2 separate regions of the Mus musculus genome follow, and region 2 is linked to region 1. Evidence: chromatin contacts called from public Hi-C data. All regions are on one chromosome and are shown on one strand. The core of a region is the stretch at or near the end of the contact, and the rest is flanking DNA. Distances in the headings are between cores, read along the strand shown. Region 1 holds the start of Evpl (envoplakin). Region 2 overlaps Rnf157 (ring finger protein 157).

The links. Hi-C and Micro-C count contacts between places; a contact is called where the count stands out from the background.
Region 2: a contact with region 1 is called in a Hi-C map of bone marrow-derived macrophages, with 35 read pairs. The contact joins the enhancer-like site here to the promoter of Evpl in region 1. A contact is called at or near these places in 4 of 39 promoter capture datasets (the C10 cell line, hematopoietic stem and progenitor cells and liver), 1 of 15 datasets of contacts at CTCF or cohesin (pro-B cells), 27 of 484 Hi-C or Micro-C datasets (the AML12 cell line, CD8 T cells, the HL-1 cell line and 17 more), 4 of 115 datasets of contacts at active chromatin or transcription factors (bone marrow-derived dendritic cells, double positive thymocytes, embryonic stem cells and 1 more) and 3 of 9 other capture datasets (adipose tissue, embryonic stem cells and liver).

The regions. Positions count from the first base shown.
Region 1 is chr11:116,233,304-116,240,907 of GRCm38.p6, reverse strand. Evpl (envoplakin) reads left to right here and starts at 2,817. Exons shown (of 22, transcript NM_025276.3): 1 at 2,817-3,008; 2 at 5,877-5,976; 3 at 6,385-6,539; 4 at 6,627-6,753; 5 at 7,397-7,522. The coding sequence starts at 2,911. It overlaps Gm33250 (a long non-coding RNA gene), which reads right to left. Exons shown (of 8, transcript XR_389161.4): 6 at 6,606-7,468; 7 at 6,382-6,520; 8 at 2,682-2,761.
Region 2 is chr11:116,364,927-116,372,530 of GRCm38.p6, reverse strand. The region is part of intron 2 of Rnf157 (ring finger protein 157); the gene reads left to right. Among named protein-coding and RNA genes, the nearest start is that of Foxj1, 33 kb to the right of the region's middle. Within about 2 kb of position 2,725, at least 59 of the 459 cell types and tissues checked have an H3K27ac peak or open chromatin away from gene starts, as enhancers often do. A contact at or near this core is called in CD8 T cells, bone marrow-derived macrophages, double positive thymocytes and 2 more, where this site is marked.

The DNA of each region.
Region 1 (7,604 bases), core at 1,568-4,067:
CTGAGTGCTGGGATTCAAGTTGTGCACCACCACTGCTCGGCCGACTTACTTATTTTAAATTTTATTTTTAAATTCTATGTGAGTGTCTTGCTACATCCTTTCCTGTGCACACCAGGCATGCAAGGCTCAGGGTGGAAGACGGTGTCAGATCCCCTGGAACTAGAGTCACGGAGGGCTGTGAGCCACCACGTGGGTTCTAGGGATTGAACCTGGGTCCTTGGCAAGAACAGCCAGTGCTCTTAACTGCTGAGCCATCTCTCCAGCCCCCTATTTATTTATTTATTTATTTATTTATTTATGCTTATTTATTTCTTTTTAAGACAGGGCCTCCTATTGCTCTGGCTGGTCTCAAACTTAATAAATAGGCAGAGGTGGCCTTGAACTACTGATCTTCCTGCCTCTACCGATCCAGTCTTGAATTGGAAGGATCACAACACTGGGGTTATGCAGCTCTGGATATCGAACCCAGGGCCTCATGAACACTAGGCTGGCCCTCTACCGAATTGTGCTTCATCCCCAATAGTAAAAGCCAAAATAAAAAACCATTTTAAAAGGTGGGGTGTGATGTGGGGAGGATTAATATATTTAACTCAATATATTTAAAGCATCATTGCGACGTATCATTAATGTTGGGAAAGAGCTCGACATTTTGTCCTTTTCCATGGAAAGCCTTTGAGAGACAGTATAAATGTTGAACCTGGAGTATACATCTCACTTTGGTTTAGGCATGTTCAGATGTGGAGCAGCCACAACGAGGCGGATCAGAGCCGGGAGCCTTCCTGCCTGCAGCTGGCCAGCCCTCCGCTGGGAGCTGATTTGATTTCCTCGGACAGTGGACAGTCACACCAGGAGGTCAGCTCTTGTTTTTTTCTTGCAGTGAGTCAATTAGCCCTTGAGCCTGGGAGCTGTGCTCGGCCACCACAGTGCTGGTCTCTGCCTGGAGGGCTTCTGGAAAGGAGTTGGAGCCCTATGGCTCAGACCAGCTGCTGTCTGAGTACCTTCCACCACTCCACCCCACCTCCCACAGCTACTGCCTCCCGGGAAGTGCCCTGTCTCAAAGGTGAAGACAGCTGTGTGGACACCCAGGCTGGGGGGGAAGGTGGTAGTTAGTGCGGACCTCTGGGCTATGCAGTCACTTAAATAGCCCCTTGGGAGGAGAGCTGATTGCAGGCGTGACATTAGTGTTTAGAAGGAAATTGTCACCGGGATTGAAATGGGGGAGGGCTGGGACAAAGGCTGAGTGGTTTGCACCCTTGATGACATCTCACTAATCATTTTGTGCCTGGAGCAGTGGGCATCGTAGGCCACTGTGTTTCCTGTGGCTGTTGGCTCTGCCAGGTCCTCCCTCCGCCTTCTTCGGCTCCCTTTGCTACTAGCAACCTCTTTCAGGAGCTGAAAATGGAATCTTCTCTCTACTTCAGTGGCCATGATCAGTAGCTTCTTGGTGAGATGCAGCCAAAAGACGGCTGGGCCTCTTCTGTTGCACCGAGGCCCTGCTAGAAATAGGAGTTGACTTGGCGTCAGATGTGAGAGACAAGCCACTAAATCTTTTTTTTTTTTAAAGATTTATTTTACTAATATATACAGTACACTGTAGCTGTCTTCAGACACTCCAGAAGAGGGAGTCAGATCTTGTTGCGGATGGTTGTGAGCTACCATGTGGTTGCTGGGATTTGAACTCTGGACCTTCGGAAGAGCAGTCGGGTGCTCTTACCCACTGAGCCATCTCACCAGCCCCCCCCCTTTTTTTTTAAGATTTATTTATATGAGTACACTATAGTTGTTTCCAGACACACCCGAAGAGAGCATCAGATCCCTTTACAGATGGTTGTGAGCCACCATGTGGTTGCTGGGAATTGAACTTAAGACCTTTGGAAGAGCAGTCAGTGCTCTTAACCACTGAGCCATCTCTCCAGCCCCATGCCACTAAATCTTAAGACAATGTGATCATCAGACAGTCTGTCTGACTTGGTAGAAACCACAAGGACTAGTCAGTGGCTTTTCTACCTGGAAACCAGACAAAGTAACAAGCAGGGTACTTGTGGACTTCAGAGACCTGCGGCTCCTCTACAGGGCTGATCAATTCTGGTCGTGACTTGAGAAGGTATGCATTGGGTAGCCTGGCCTCTCAGAAGCTAGTCTGAGTTCCTATCTGAACATGGAGAACCAGCTGGGTGGCACCCGCATTTTAAAAATAGATTTGAGAGCAGTTATGGTGGTTCCCACCTGTAATGACAGCACTTGGGAGGCTGAGGCGGGGAGGTTGGTTGCCAGCTTGGGTTACAGAGCAAAAGCCTCTCTCAAGCTTAAAAGAAAAAAAAAAGATAGCTGTCTGATGTGAATGTCTACTAGCACTCCGTGGGAGACAGAGCAAGGCCCGGGTGGCCCCACCTCTCCACTTCTCCACCTCTCCTGGCAGGCCGAGCTATGGGTGGGGGCCCGGTTGATAGTGGACCTCTGTGCAAGAGCCTTTGAGGTTGGCTAACCCCAGCTCTAGGACCCGCTGAGCCAGGACCTGAACAAGTGCTTGAGTCAGTCTGTCTCGCTATGCTCCAGCCTGGCCACTTCCCCACCTGGGTGTGATCCCCGCTCTCTGGCTGGGCATGTGGGTGTAACAAGTCCAAACCTCCGTGGGAGTCGTACGGGCGCCCCGCCCCTGGGCTGTGCCCTCTCCTCCCAGACTGGTTGTGCAGGAGCTGGCTGCGCACGTCGGGGCGGGCGCTGGGGCATGCGCGGGCCGGGCCTGGCAGAGACACCGCACCTGCAGGGAGGAGCCTCCCAGAAACTGCCTTCCCCGACCGCCGCCCCACCTCCCCAGAGCCCGGCTAGTAGCCAGCGAGGACGCGCGTCGCCTTCCCGCCGCCCTCCTCCCAGGAGAGCCCAGCCTGAGCCGGCACCTGCTTCACCACCATGTTCAAGGGGCTGAGCAAAGGCTCCCAGGGGAAGGGGTCCCCCAAGGGCTCCCCAGCCAAGGGGTCCCCTAAGGGCTCCCCCAACAAGCACAATCGGTGAGTGGGGCCCTGGGTAGCGGTGCTGGGATCAGGGTGGTGCAGGGCCCAGGTATGTTCCAACTACCTGTTGGCGGCAGAGCTCAGTTCTGGCATTTGGTGTCCTTAGGCTAAGGGCCCAAGGGCCTCTCTCCTGCCTGTGGCCCAGGTTGAGCAAGGGATGGATAGCCTGCTGCCACCCACATTCTCCTGCGGATGAGGGATGTTGGGGGGCACAGGGGAAGGGTGCCCTTTCAGAGGTGCGGGACGGGATGGCTGGGACCAGCAGAATCTGGCTCCCTGTTTTGGCACGCAACCCTGATGGTGCACTTGGGTTGGCTAAATCTTGGAGTGAGTGTGGATTCAGGGTGGGCAGGAGTAAGAGGCTCAAGAGAGAGAGGGCTTTCTGAGCTGGAGTACACCCCACCTAAACCACTTTCCCCCCAGGTCCCAACCCTGGGTCTTGTCTGTCTCCTTCAAGAGTCAGGAGGCCTTTCTCATGGGGGTGACAGGAGGTGGTGGTGCCATGCTCTGATCAGTGGCTCTCTGCAGAGAGAACTGACCACGTTCATCCCACTCACTGGCCCCAAGCCCTCTCTAGGAGATGGCAGCCTGCCTGGATTCAGGTGTCGGTCGGGGTGCAGAGGTGTCAAGATAAGAGTGTAGATGAAAGGCAAAGATCCAGGTACCCATTACCTCGACAGTGATCAGGGTGCCAACCCAGAGGCTGGGCATCTGGGCCAACAGGAAAGACAGTGCTTAAGACTCTCACTGCAGTGACCTGTCTCCCTGAGGCACTGCGCCCAGCCCAGGGTGGGGTGCATAGCTCCCAGCAGAAGCATCTCTGTCAGGAGGCCCAACCTGAGGCTGGGCTCTCCCTGGAGTCCCAGAAGCGTCCTGGTCCCAGTCCCAGACTCCTGTAACTTCATTCACACGTCCTGCTGAGGGCTCCTTGTTCCCCTCAGAGGTGTCAACTCCTTGAGCTCTTCTTTATGCCCAGACTGCCCTAGCCTCTGGGAATGCCCTAGCCAGCAAAACACTGGCATCCCTACCTTGAAAGTGCTCGCTTCCGTACAATAAAAATTAACACGTTGCCTTTAATCTCAGCACTCCAGACAGAGGCAGAGACTAGCGGATCTGTGTGTTGGAGGCTAGGCCAGCTAGGGCCACACAGTGAGATTGGGGCCTGGAGAGATGGCTTAATGGCTAAGAGCACTGGCTATTCCAGAGGACCTCTGATCAATTCCCAGCTTCTACATTCATCTTCAGGTCCAGGGAATCCTGTTCTGGTCTCCACAGGCATCAGACGCACACATGATACACAGACATACATTTAGGCAAAACATCCGTACACATAAAAATAAAATGATACATACTGGGTGCTGACTCCAAGGCACTGAGCTGGCTGCTTCCCATGGCTTAATTCTTTAAGTACCTAGGAGACCTTTGTGCTCAGCGCCAGACATGGTGGCACAGGCCAACTTTAATCCTAGCACTCAAGGCTCAGGCAGGCAATCTCTATGAATTTGAGGCTAGCCTGGGCTATATAGTGAGTCTGAGCTAGCCAAGGGTACATAGTGAGAGCCTGTCTCATAGAAGCAGAACAAAACCTGTGCTGAAGATATTAAAGAACCCATGTCCCACACCAGTAATCCAGAACTTGGTAGTCCAGCCTGGACAACACAGTATGTTCCAGGCCAGCCTGGGATATAGAATAAGACTTAGTTGTTGTGGGTTCTTGTTGTTTGGGGGAGGGGAAGAGTATTTTTTATTTTGTTTGTTTGTTTGTTTGTTTGAGACAGGGTTTCTCTGTGTAGAACTCACTCTGTAGACCAGGCTGGCCTCAAACTCACAGAAATGCTCCTGCCTCTGCCTCCCGAGTGCTGGGATAAAAGGCGGGGGCGCCACCACTGCCCTACTGTTGTTTGTCTTTTTAAGGTAAAAAAAAAAAAAATTAAATAAGTAAACCCAAATGTGGTAGCATATGCCTATGGACTCAATACCTCAGAAGGAGGAAGAAGAGGAGGAGGAGGAGGCAGGATGACCGAGCCAGGCCAACCTTGGCTATGTACTGAGTACTCGTAAGAAGGACCAGACCCATCGCGGCCACAGACTTAGTCAGACAATTCTCTTCACTGGCACTCACACTTCCCTGCGGCCCGGAGGGAGTGTGACTCCTGCAGGGTGTTGTGTTCAGGTCTGCCTGATTCACACCCCCAGAGCTCAGGCACACAGTAGGAACTCTGAAAGCTGCAGCCTGATTCACACCCCCAGAGCGCAGGCACACAGTAGGACCTCTGAAAGCTGCATGGGCGAGAAGCTTGGGGGCCGAGCAACAGGCTTCCTCGGGGTCACTAAGTCAGCAGGAGGATACTGGGGCACCCCAACCATCTCTTGGCCTCTCCCTGCCTGGTTCCTCCAGGGAGTCACTAAAATCTCCTTACTGCTGAAGCCCCTTGGGCAAGAAGAGCGGTGGAAGCGGACAAGGCAGGGTTGGGGAGAAGCTGAGGCTGGGGATTTGCCTTTACTCCCTGGCCTCAGGTCAGTTAGCACTTTGCCTCTCCTGAAGCCAGATAGGCCGTCCTAGGTAATTTCCTTTCTCTCTGGGCCACCTGCCACCAACCCAGGAAGCAGGCAGGCATTGGGCAGGTCTTGGAGGACCTGAGGTATGCATGCTTTGTAGCCCCACAGAGTCCTAGACTCTCACCTTCTAAACCCTCTACAGGGGACGGTACCCTCGTCCTCCATCTAAGGCTGAGCCTCTCAGAGCTCAGACCATGGACTTTACTCTGTGGAAGGTCGGGGTGGGGGATGGGGGAGCGGGTCCTACATGGCTGGCACAGAGGGCCTTTCCATGATTGCTGTCCTCTGGCCCGGACAATCCACCAGGGCTGCAACCCAGGAACTGGCTCTGCTCATCTCCCGCATGCAAGCCAACGCTGACCAGGTGGAAAGAGACATTTTGGAGACGCAGAAGAAGCTGCAACAGGTAAGGACTCTGTCAGGACAGGAAGGGAGGGGCATGGAGCCCCAGGGTCAACGCCAGAGAGTCCCCAGAGGGTCTCCTGTGAAGAGAGATCTGTCCACAGCCCACCACAGCCGAAGGGAGGGCTTTCCTTCTGCACCCTGCTCCCTGCTTTAGGGGTCAAATAGAGGGACATTTTGCATCCTGCCTCAGCCAAAGTGAGAAACGGGGTTTAGTGTGACAGCTGACCTAGGTGTCCTTGCCACCTGCTATATGGATGCCCTAGCCTTCTGCTTGGTGATCCCCAAGGTGGGGTGGTCCAACTAGTCCCAGGGCCTGGTGGGGAGAGCTCAGTCCAGCAGGGCCAGGTCAGAGAGAACATTGGGGAAGTTGTGAGCCTCTGAGCCCTGCACGTGGGTCATGTCTCACCAGGATCGGCAGAATGGTGAGCAGAACCAGGCTTTACAACACCAGCAGGAGACTGGCCGCAACCTGAAGGAAGCGGAGGTACTCCTCAAAGATCTCTTCCTGGATGTAGACAAGGCGCGGCGGCTCAAGCACCCACAGGCTGAGGAGATTGAGAAAGAGTGAGTGAGCAGGTCTCACCGTGGAGGGGTGGGGGGGATCCCCGGAGAACGCAGCCCAGCGCTGACCTGGCGGCTCTTCCTTGGCAGCATCAAGCAGCTGCATGAGCGGGTGACCCAGGAGTGCTCGGAGTACCGTGCTCTGTATGAGAAGATGGTACTTCCGCCTGATGTGGGGCCCAGGGTCGACTGGGCGCGTGTGTTGGAGCAGAAACAGGTCAGGGGCGGCCATACAAGGATGCGTTCTCAAGGGGCTCAGAGCCACACCCGGTGCAGTCAGAGAGCAAGACAGAATGGTGTCTACTGGAGTTTTAACTTCGAACCTGGGGGTAGCTCAGGGATCGTCGAGGGGAAGCTTCCTCCAGAAGGCACTGAGGGCTGGAAGGACTTAGCTGGGTCATAGTGACAAGTGGGGGCCTCCTGGGAAAGCAAAAGGCTCCCGCTGGGGGGATTGGGGGTAGAGTGGACAGTGGACATACCAAGTCACAGGACACTGAGCAGTTGTCTTTGATGCATTGTGATGGCAACTAGGGACCGTGGGCAGGGGCAGTTCCTGGGACTGGCTGCACACATCCAGGCAGCAGTCACTGAGGCTTGGGCTACGAGTACAGTGTGAGGCCTGAATCCTGGGAACCAATGGGACTCAGAGCCTTAGTCCTGATGGCCGCATGAGAACAGTCATGTCCCCACTATGGGGAACAGCTGCCATTCGTCCAGGCTGCTTACCCGGCCTGTCCACTCTGCCTCTCCTGCTGTGGGGAGGACACAGGTGGCTGTGGGGGGTCATGGAGGTGGGAGGGCTTTCTGGGCTGTAGGACGCAGACCTTCCTGGTAGGGCTGAGGACCTGGCTCTTCTGCAGAATCTGGTCCGTGAGGGCCACTATGGGCCTGGGATGGCAGAGCTGGAACAGCAGGTGGCCGAGCACAACATCCTGCAGAGAGAAATCGAGGCTTACGGGCAGCAGCTGCGGACGCTGGTGGGACCGGTGGGTACATCCCGGGCCGGCCTGGTGTGGATCCCCCTTCCTCCCATCACAATCAGGCTAGATATTCTGGCCTTAAAGGGAG
Region 2 (7,604 bases), core at 1,476-3,975, 130 kb before region 1:
GGCCTCGAACTCAGAAATCCGCCTGCCTCTGCCTCCCAAGTGCTGGGATTAAAGGCGTGGGCCACCATACCCGGCCATTTCAGCCTCTTTCCTGTCTCAAAAAAACAAAAAACAACAAAAAAAAGAAAGCAGACTTTTGTTTGTGAGCTGTGTTACTATTAGTCTCCTGCTGAGAGTCAGGAAGTGTGTGTGGAGGAAGAGCAGTGGTTCCAACCATTCCTCAGTACTCCCCAGTCCCTGGAAGGAAGAGAAGACTGCTTTCCCCTCTCATCTCCACCTGAAGTTAGTTGCTCTTAGTCCAGAAGCTCTTGTAATTAAAAGCAGCCCACCTTCTGCAGGGCAGTCTTTTACAGCCATGGGAGGCCAAGGTGGTGCTTCAGTCTGCTGAGAAGGGAGGCGTCTTCCCATAGGGCCTGAATCCAGTGAGTGAGTTTATCACCTGAGCAGAGTCAGAGCAGTGCTGAGTCAGAAGGCAAACCCAAGAAGAAAGAAGTTGCTTGCACTGGATATCATTAAGCACAACGCACAGGAGTCTGTGTTTGCCCGCTCTGAGATCGGCTGCTTTCACATGCTGGTTACCTATTATGCTTACAGAGAATTGCCTAATTGGATAATTGCTTAATTACATATTTTGGAAAAAGTCAACATTAGGGATGATGTCATATGGCCATGACATTGGTCCTGTCCTTAGTGCGAGGAGACCTTGCAATGTAATTAGTACACTAATAGGGATTGCTTTCTTGGTGAATTGCTTTGGTAGCCAAATCTAAACACAGCATTTTTGTGCTCAAAGTCATTCTGCGACACTTGGTTGGGGGTCACCTTCATAGTTTTGGGCGAAGAAGTTTTTGCATCTTGTTGCTTTGGTGACCACATCTTCTTAAATTGCTGATCAGCCCCTTAGTATGGCGGGAAATGAGGGGAAAGGGGTTTCCTGCAGCTGACACAGAGCAGTTATTCCACTCTGCAGCAGGCACGTAGTCTATTTCAAGGATATGGCTGCTCAGAGCAGTCCGTATTCTCACCCAAGTTTTCAAGTGGAGACTAAGCTGGTCTCCCCTGAGAAGCTCCTGGGGGAGGGCGGCATTCCAAAGCTTCGCTAGCCTAAGGCAGTCCCTGCAAAGCTTCCCTGTGTTTGCAGCTGAGAGATTAGAAATAGTGAGAGAGCAGAAGAGAATCAGGCGTCAAATAAAAGTGGAACATGAGTTCTAAAAATTATTTAATTTATTGAAAATAGTACACTGTAAAGGGCAGAACACAGTAGCAAACATACTGCTGTTTTTTTTTTTCCTCCTCTCAAGTAGCCCAGGTTGGCCCTAAGATTACTGTGTAGCCTTGAACTCCTGATCCTCCTGCCTCCATCTCTCAAGCGCTGGGATTACAGGGAATACCACCGAGCTGGGCTGTAGCATACAGGTTTTTTGTTTGTTTGTTTTGTTTTGTTTTGTTTTTTGAGACAGGGTTTCTCTGTGTAGCCCTGGTTGTCCTAGAACTCACTTTGTAGACCAGGCTGACCTCAAACTCAGAAATCCACGCACCTCTGCCTCCCTGGTGCTGGGATTAAAGGCGTGCGCCCCCATGCCCGACTCGTGTGCTGTAAGCGTGGATTTCAGGTGATGCTCTGATCACCACTACAGAATTCCTTAAACGTTTCTGTATGTTCACATTTTTTGATTATGTGAGGCTAGGGGGTAATATGAAATTTGAGTAAGGATATTAGTGGGGAAAATGAAATTTAAAGATTTGTACAGCTTCCTGGCTTTCATAACTTCTGTTTATATAAGATGTTAACGGAGTAGTTGATGGTTCTAGAAACATGAACAAAAGAAAGTTTTAAAAAATGATGAGCTGGGCAACAGTGGCATCACCTTTAATCATAGGGCCCATGAGGCAGGAGGATGGCTGTGAGTTCAAAGTCAGCGTGGCCTGCAGAGCACTTTCTAGGACAGCCAGGCTACACAGAGAAACACTGTTGAAAGGAAGGGGGGCAGGGAAGGAGGGAGGAAGGAAGGAAGGGGATGTGATGACACAATTCTCTAATCCCAGTACTCCCGAGTCAGCCACAGGCAAAGCTTTGTGAGTTTGAGGCTGATGCCAAGGCTACATAGTGAGTTCCAGGACAGCCAAGGCTACATAGTGAGATCTACCACCTCCCCGCCCGCGCCCCCCCCCAAAAAAAACAACCCAAGAAAACTACACACAAACAATAAAGGTGAAGTTGAGGCAGGGGAGACTGCCTCAAACAAATGAAAAGGAAAGGAAAGAAAGGAAAAGAGCTAAGTGTAGACTGAGTGATTGTGTCTTTGCAAAAATACTTCTAACCCCACTAACTCCGTGTAAAAAACCCACAGCCCAGTGATTATATGTATAAGCCATACGCCTAGATTGGGCAGCTCTACCACCACTCTACTCTCTACCCCAGCTAGGAGACCCCTTGCTACCTTCAGCTTCTCCAAGCCACGTGGTTCTGCTCCATCTTCCTCCCACCTCCTCTTCCTCCATCCTTCTCTCTCTGTCCCTCATTCTCTCTGACCTCCAGTCCCACCTTTCCCTTCCACTATCCAGACACAGGCTCTAGTCTTTATTGACCAGTTCGATTGGGGGAGGGGGGAGAAGATTCACATGAAATCACGTGAGTATGTGATCCACTCCTGTCAGGGCGGCCCCTCTTGAGGAAGCAGAATTATCAGAGTACAAACAGGCCCAGGGCAACCCACAACAGCTCTCACTGCTGTATCCTGACACTGCTGCTGCGCTTTATCTCTAGAGTAGTTCAAAGTGATCATTCTCTGCCTGCCTGCCTGCCTGCCCTGCCTCCTTCCTGCCTGCCTGCCTTCCTTCCTTCCTTCCTTCCTTCCTCTTTTTTTAGACAGTAGCGATTGAACTGAAATTCTCTATGCTTCAATTGGAATACAAACTTGTTCAGCCATGCATGTTTCATTATTTTTTATTTTATTCTTTACTTTTATTATTTTATGAGTGCTTTGTGCGCGGCAGATGCCAGAAGAGCATGCCAGATTCCCTGGGACTGGAGTTACAGTTGATTCTCAAACACCATGTGGGTGCTGGAAATTGAACCCAGGTCCTCTTCAAGAGGAACACGTGTCCTTCACCGCTGAACACTGCCCCTCTACGGCCCCTCCTTTTCATGATGTTGGCCTGTTCCCATGGTGGTCACAAAATATGAATGGTTTCTACTAAGTGGAGAAAGGCCAGAGCATTCCGGTCAATGAAGTGAGTCAGAGGGAAGCGAACAAAGCCAAACCTGCACTTAAGTTTCTGTGAGGGTCTGCAGGCTCAGCCCCAGCTCACGCTGTTCACGCTGCGCGCACGCGTGCGTGCGTGCGTGTGTGTGTGTGTGTGTGTGTGTGCAGGAAGTCAGGAGCTGCTGTTTCCTTCTGGGGCTGGAGAAGAAACCCAGCCTCTGGCAGCACTTGCTGCTCTTGCACAGGACCTGAGTTTGATTCCTAGCACTCAGTTAGGTGGCTCACAGTATCTGCAACTCCAGCTCTCGGGGTCACAGACCCTTCTGGCTCCCAAGGACACCTCCACATACACACAAATAAAACTTAAAAGAAAGCTATTTATTGAAGTGAACTGTTTTTTTTTTTTTAAAGATTTATTTATTATATGTAAGTACACTGTAGCTGTCTTCAGACACACCAGAAGAGGGAGTCAGTTCTTGTTACAGATGGTTGTGAGCCACCATGTGGTTGCTGGGATTTGAACTCTGGACCTTTGGAAGAGCAGTCGGGTGCTCTTACCCACTGAGCCACCTCGCCAGCCCGAATTGTTTATTTTTATGAATGAATTATCATCTTTCTTTATGGAAAACTGGGACTTTACGGGACAACCAGCACTTTACGAATGGAGTCAAACACTGGTATGGTTTGGTTTTGCTTTTTGATCCCAGCTTGGCCTCAGACTTCTTGTATAGCTGAGGCTGACCTTGAACTCTTATCCTCGTGCCTCCACCGATGAAATCCTGAGATTAGAAGCATGTGCCACTGTACCCAGCCTGTTTTGTTCTTACCTAACGTGTGCTGTGAACGTATTTTCTATGACAGAAATGAAATTTCTTTCCTTCAGCTTTAAGTAAAGTTAACAAGTGGTTTAAAATAAGCATTTACAGTCATGTACATTTGTATGTAAGCACAGGCATTGCTCACCGGTTCAGACGGGTGCCTAAACCAGCAGTTCCCTCACTGGGCACCAGGTGGCACTTTCCTGATGTACAAGGAAGTAACGCCAGGCTTGAAGCCTGAGTCTTGCTCTGCTGACACAGGTGCCTTGATTGGCAGGCCGCTGGTGGATCTCAGTCATTTCTCAGATTCAGTTTGCTTGGCTCCTTGCTCGTTTCACTGCCAGGTTCAGTGCTCAGACGTAGTGCGGGTGCTGAGCAAATGGGTAAATGTCTTCGCTCTCCCACCAGTAACATCTCTTTGTGCGTTTTGGGCAAGCGGCAATGTCCTCCAGTATTGACAAGCCCAGCATCCGAGTTGCTGGCTTCTGCACTTTCCGTTGGATCTCATAGACAAAGACATTTGCCATGCTGTGTTCTAAGAAAGCCGTTCTCAGCAGAGACCTCCGGTATTCCTGTTAAAGTGTGGAAGCACGGGCCGTGTGCTTTGGTATCTGCTGCTGTCTAAGCAGAAGGGTGAGCTCTATGGTGTCCCAGCCAGCTTCCAGAACCTGCGTGGAGCTTGATTCTATTTGAAAGGACTTCACCTTTCACACTTCCTTGTCCATTCCAACCATGCTTCTACTTTCTGTTCCTTGGCCTTGGGACCTTCTGAGTATCACCTACTTTCTCCTTTTTTATGCTATCAGGAACTGAATCTAAACCTTGTACATGCTAAGCAAGTGTCCTCTCTGAGTTGTTCCCTTAGCCCCTTGAGCTTCATCTGCCAGAGGAGGTTGTTAACATTGACATTCTGCATTTGCTCAGTCAGCCATCGGATTTTGAGTTTCTCTTCTGGGCTGGTCTCTCCTCCAGGAGCTCACAGGCTGCTGGGAGAGGAGACTTGCCTCATCTTAGAATAGGAAGTACGAGTGCATGGCCTAGGGCTGGATGGCGGCTAAGGCTGGACAACATATGTGTCATAATTTATGCCACTGAGCTGCGTGCCGGGATGTAGTTCACATGTAAATGTCATGTATGTATTTTACCGTAATTTAAAAATTAAAGTAAAGCAGGGATGGGGGCACAGCCCGGGTGGTGAGGTGCTGAGGGCCTGAGTTTGGTCCCAGGAATCCACAGAAAAAGCTGGGTGCAGAGGCACATACTTGGAATCCCAGTGGTGGGAGGTGAGAACAGGCAGATGCCCAGAACTCACTGTCCAGCCTCACTAGTCAAGTCGAGACCCTGTCTCAAGCAAGTGTGGGTGGCTCCTGGGTTAAGAACTGAAGGTGTGCTGGGCAGTGGTGGCATGTGCCTTTAATCCCAGCACTTGGGAGGCAGAGGCAGGCAGATTTCTGAGTTCGAGGCCAGCCTGGTCTACAGAGTGAGTTCCAGGACAGCCAGGGCTATACAGAGAAACCCTGTCTCAAAAAAAAAACCAAAAACCAAAAGACAAACAAAAAAGTGTCCCTTGGCCTCTACTGCATGCATATACATATATGCAAACACATACACACACAACTGGGAGGAGAATGCATACAAAGGATGCATGGCACATAGTAGGGCCTCAGAAGTGCTTATGTGTATTCCCTTTTTGTTATGGGTTTGTTCACATTTGATCCCTGAGTTCAAATCTCAGCAACCATATGGTGGCTTACAACCATCTGTAATGAGATTGACACCCTCTTCTGGGTTGTCTGAAGACAGATACAGTATACTTATGTATAAATAAATCTTTGGGCTGGAGTGAGCAGGGACCAAGCGAGCAGGGTTGGCTGGAGCGAGCAGAGGTCCTAAATTCAATTCTCAACAACTACATGAAGGCCCACAACTATCTATACAGCTACAGTATACTCATATACATAAATAAATAAAAATTTTTAAAAAAGGTTAGATTGAGGGTACCTGAGCCTCATTTCCTTATCCTGTATTTAGGCACCCTTCCCTAAATCCATTGAGATTTTACTACCTAAAGCCAGGTGGTGGGGGCACACGCCTTTACTCCCAGCACAGGGGTAGGCAGATCTGTTAAGTTTGAGGTCAGCCTGGTTTACAGAGGAACTTCACAGACAGCCAAAGCTACACAGAGAAACATTATCTCAAAAAACACAAACTCTTTTTTTTTTTTTTTAAACATTACAAACTAGGTGGTGGTAGCTCAATCCTGGGAGGCAGAGGGCGGGGGATCTGTGTGAGTTTAAGACCAGCCTGGGCTACATAGAGAGACCCCTGTCTCAAAAAATCAAAATAAATAAATAAATAAATAAGGGTCCTTAAGGGTTTCTTAAGGGTCAAGGCTCTGGGTGTCTCCAGAGGAGAATGGCACCACCCACACAAACCAAGTGGTCGCTGTGCTGCTCGAGAGAACGAGAGAACGCTAATCCCAAAGTCATTTACTTTGGCTTTAGAGCAGATTTAGAGTATGTGTCAGATTTTTCTGCCTAATTACTTTTTGCTTAAGCTTATTTTAAATTGGTTTTAAATTCCTTTAGTACTGCAGCCTAGGAAGTAGGGGGCGAAGAAATGGGCGTCAGATGAGAGCTGGCCTGGAATTCCCATTTCCCCCAGTTAAAGCCCCCTGGCCGGCTGCTCGCCGAGCATTAACGTCTTAAGAGTACACTTACTCTTTGATCCAGTAATTCCACTCCTAGGAATTTTTCTCAAAGAAACAAGCAAGCGTGCAGAACGCAGGGACAAGGGCGTGCGTCTACAACACACATCAGCAAAAAGGAAAGCCAACTGCTTAATAAAGCATGCAGTCATCTCTACATGGTGTCAACATAGTGGACTTTGGAGCTGTTTGCCATGTCTTTAAAATGAGAGAGAGAGAGAGAGAGAGCGTGTAGTCCTTCACACAGTGAGAGCCCAGCGAGGGAGGGCGGACTGTTTCCATTCATTTTGATAGTGTGTGATAAAATGGTCACCGAGCTTGCGCCTCTTTTTTTTTTAAAGTTTTCTGCTTAAGCATATCATGCTTTGTCATTAAAAAGCATGTATATATGTATACACATAAACACACACACACACACACACACACACACACACAAACACGCATGCACACATACCTGCCGCTTTTGTGGCTGCCTGTGATGGCTCATGTTATTACCCCAGCACTCAGGAGGATGAAAGTCAGGAGGAGCAGGAGTTGAAGGCTTGTCTTGAGCTATGTAAGACTCTGTCTCAAAGAACAACAGAAAGTAGAAGCCAGAGAGATTACTCAACAGGGAAAGGTGCCTGCTCCAAGCCTGATGGGTGCAGATTCCCGGGACCTACATGGTGGGAGGAAAGAATTGACCCTTTCAGGTTGTCTTCTGACCTCCACATGCGTGCTATGGCACATGTGCCTAACATAAAATAAGTCAAATGTAATAAAAAACATTGAAAACAAAAATTAAGACAAGAGCTGGGAGTGGTGGCGCACGCCTTTAATCCCAGCACTTGGGAGGCAGAGGCAGACGGATTTGAGCTCAAGGCCAGCGTGGTC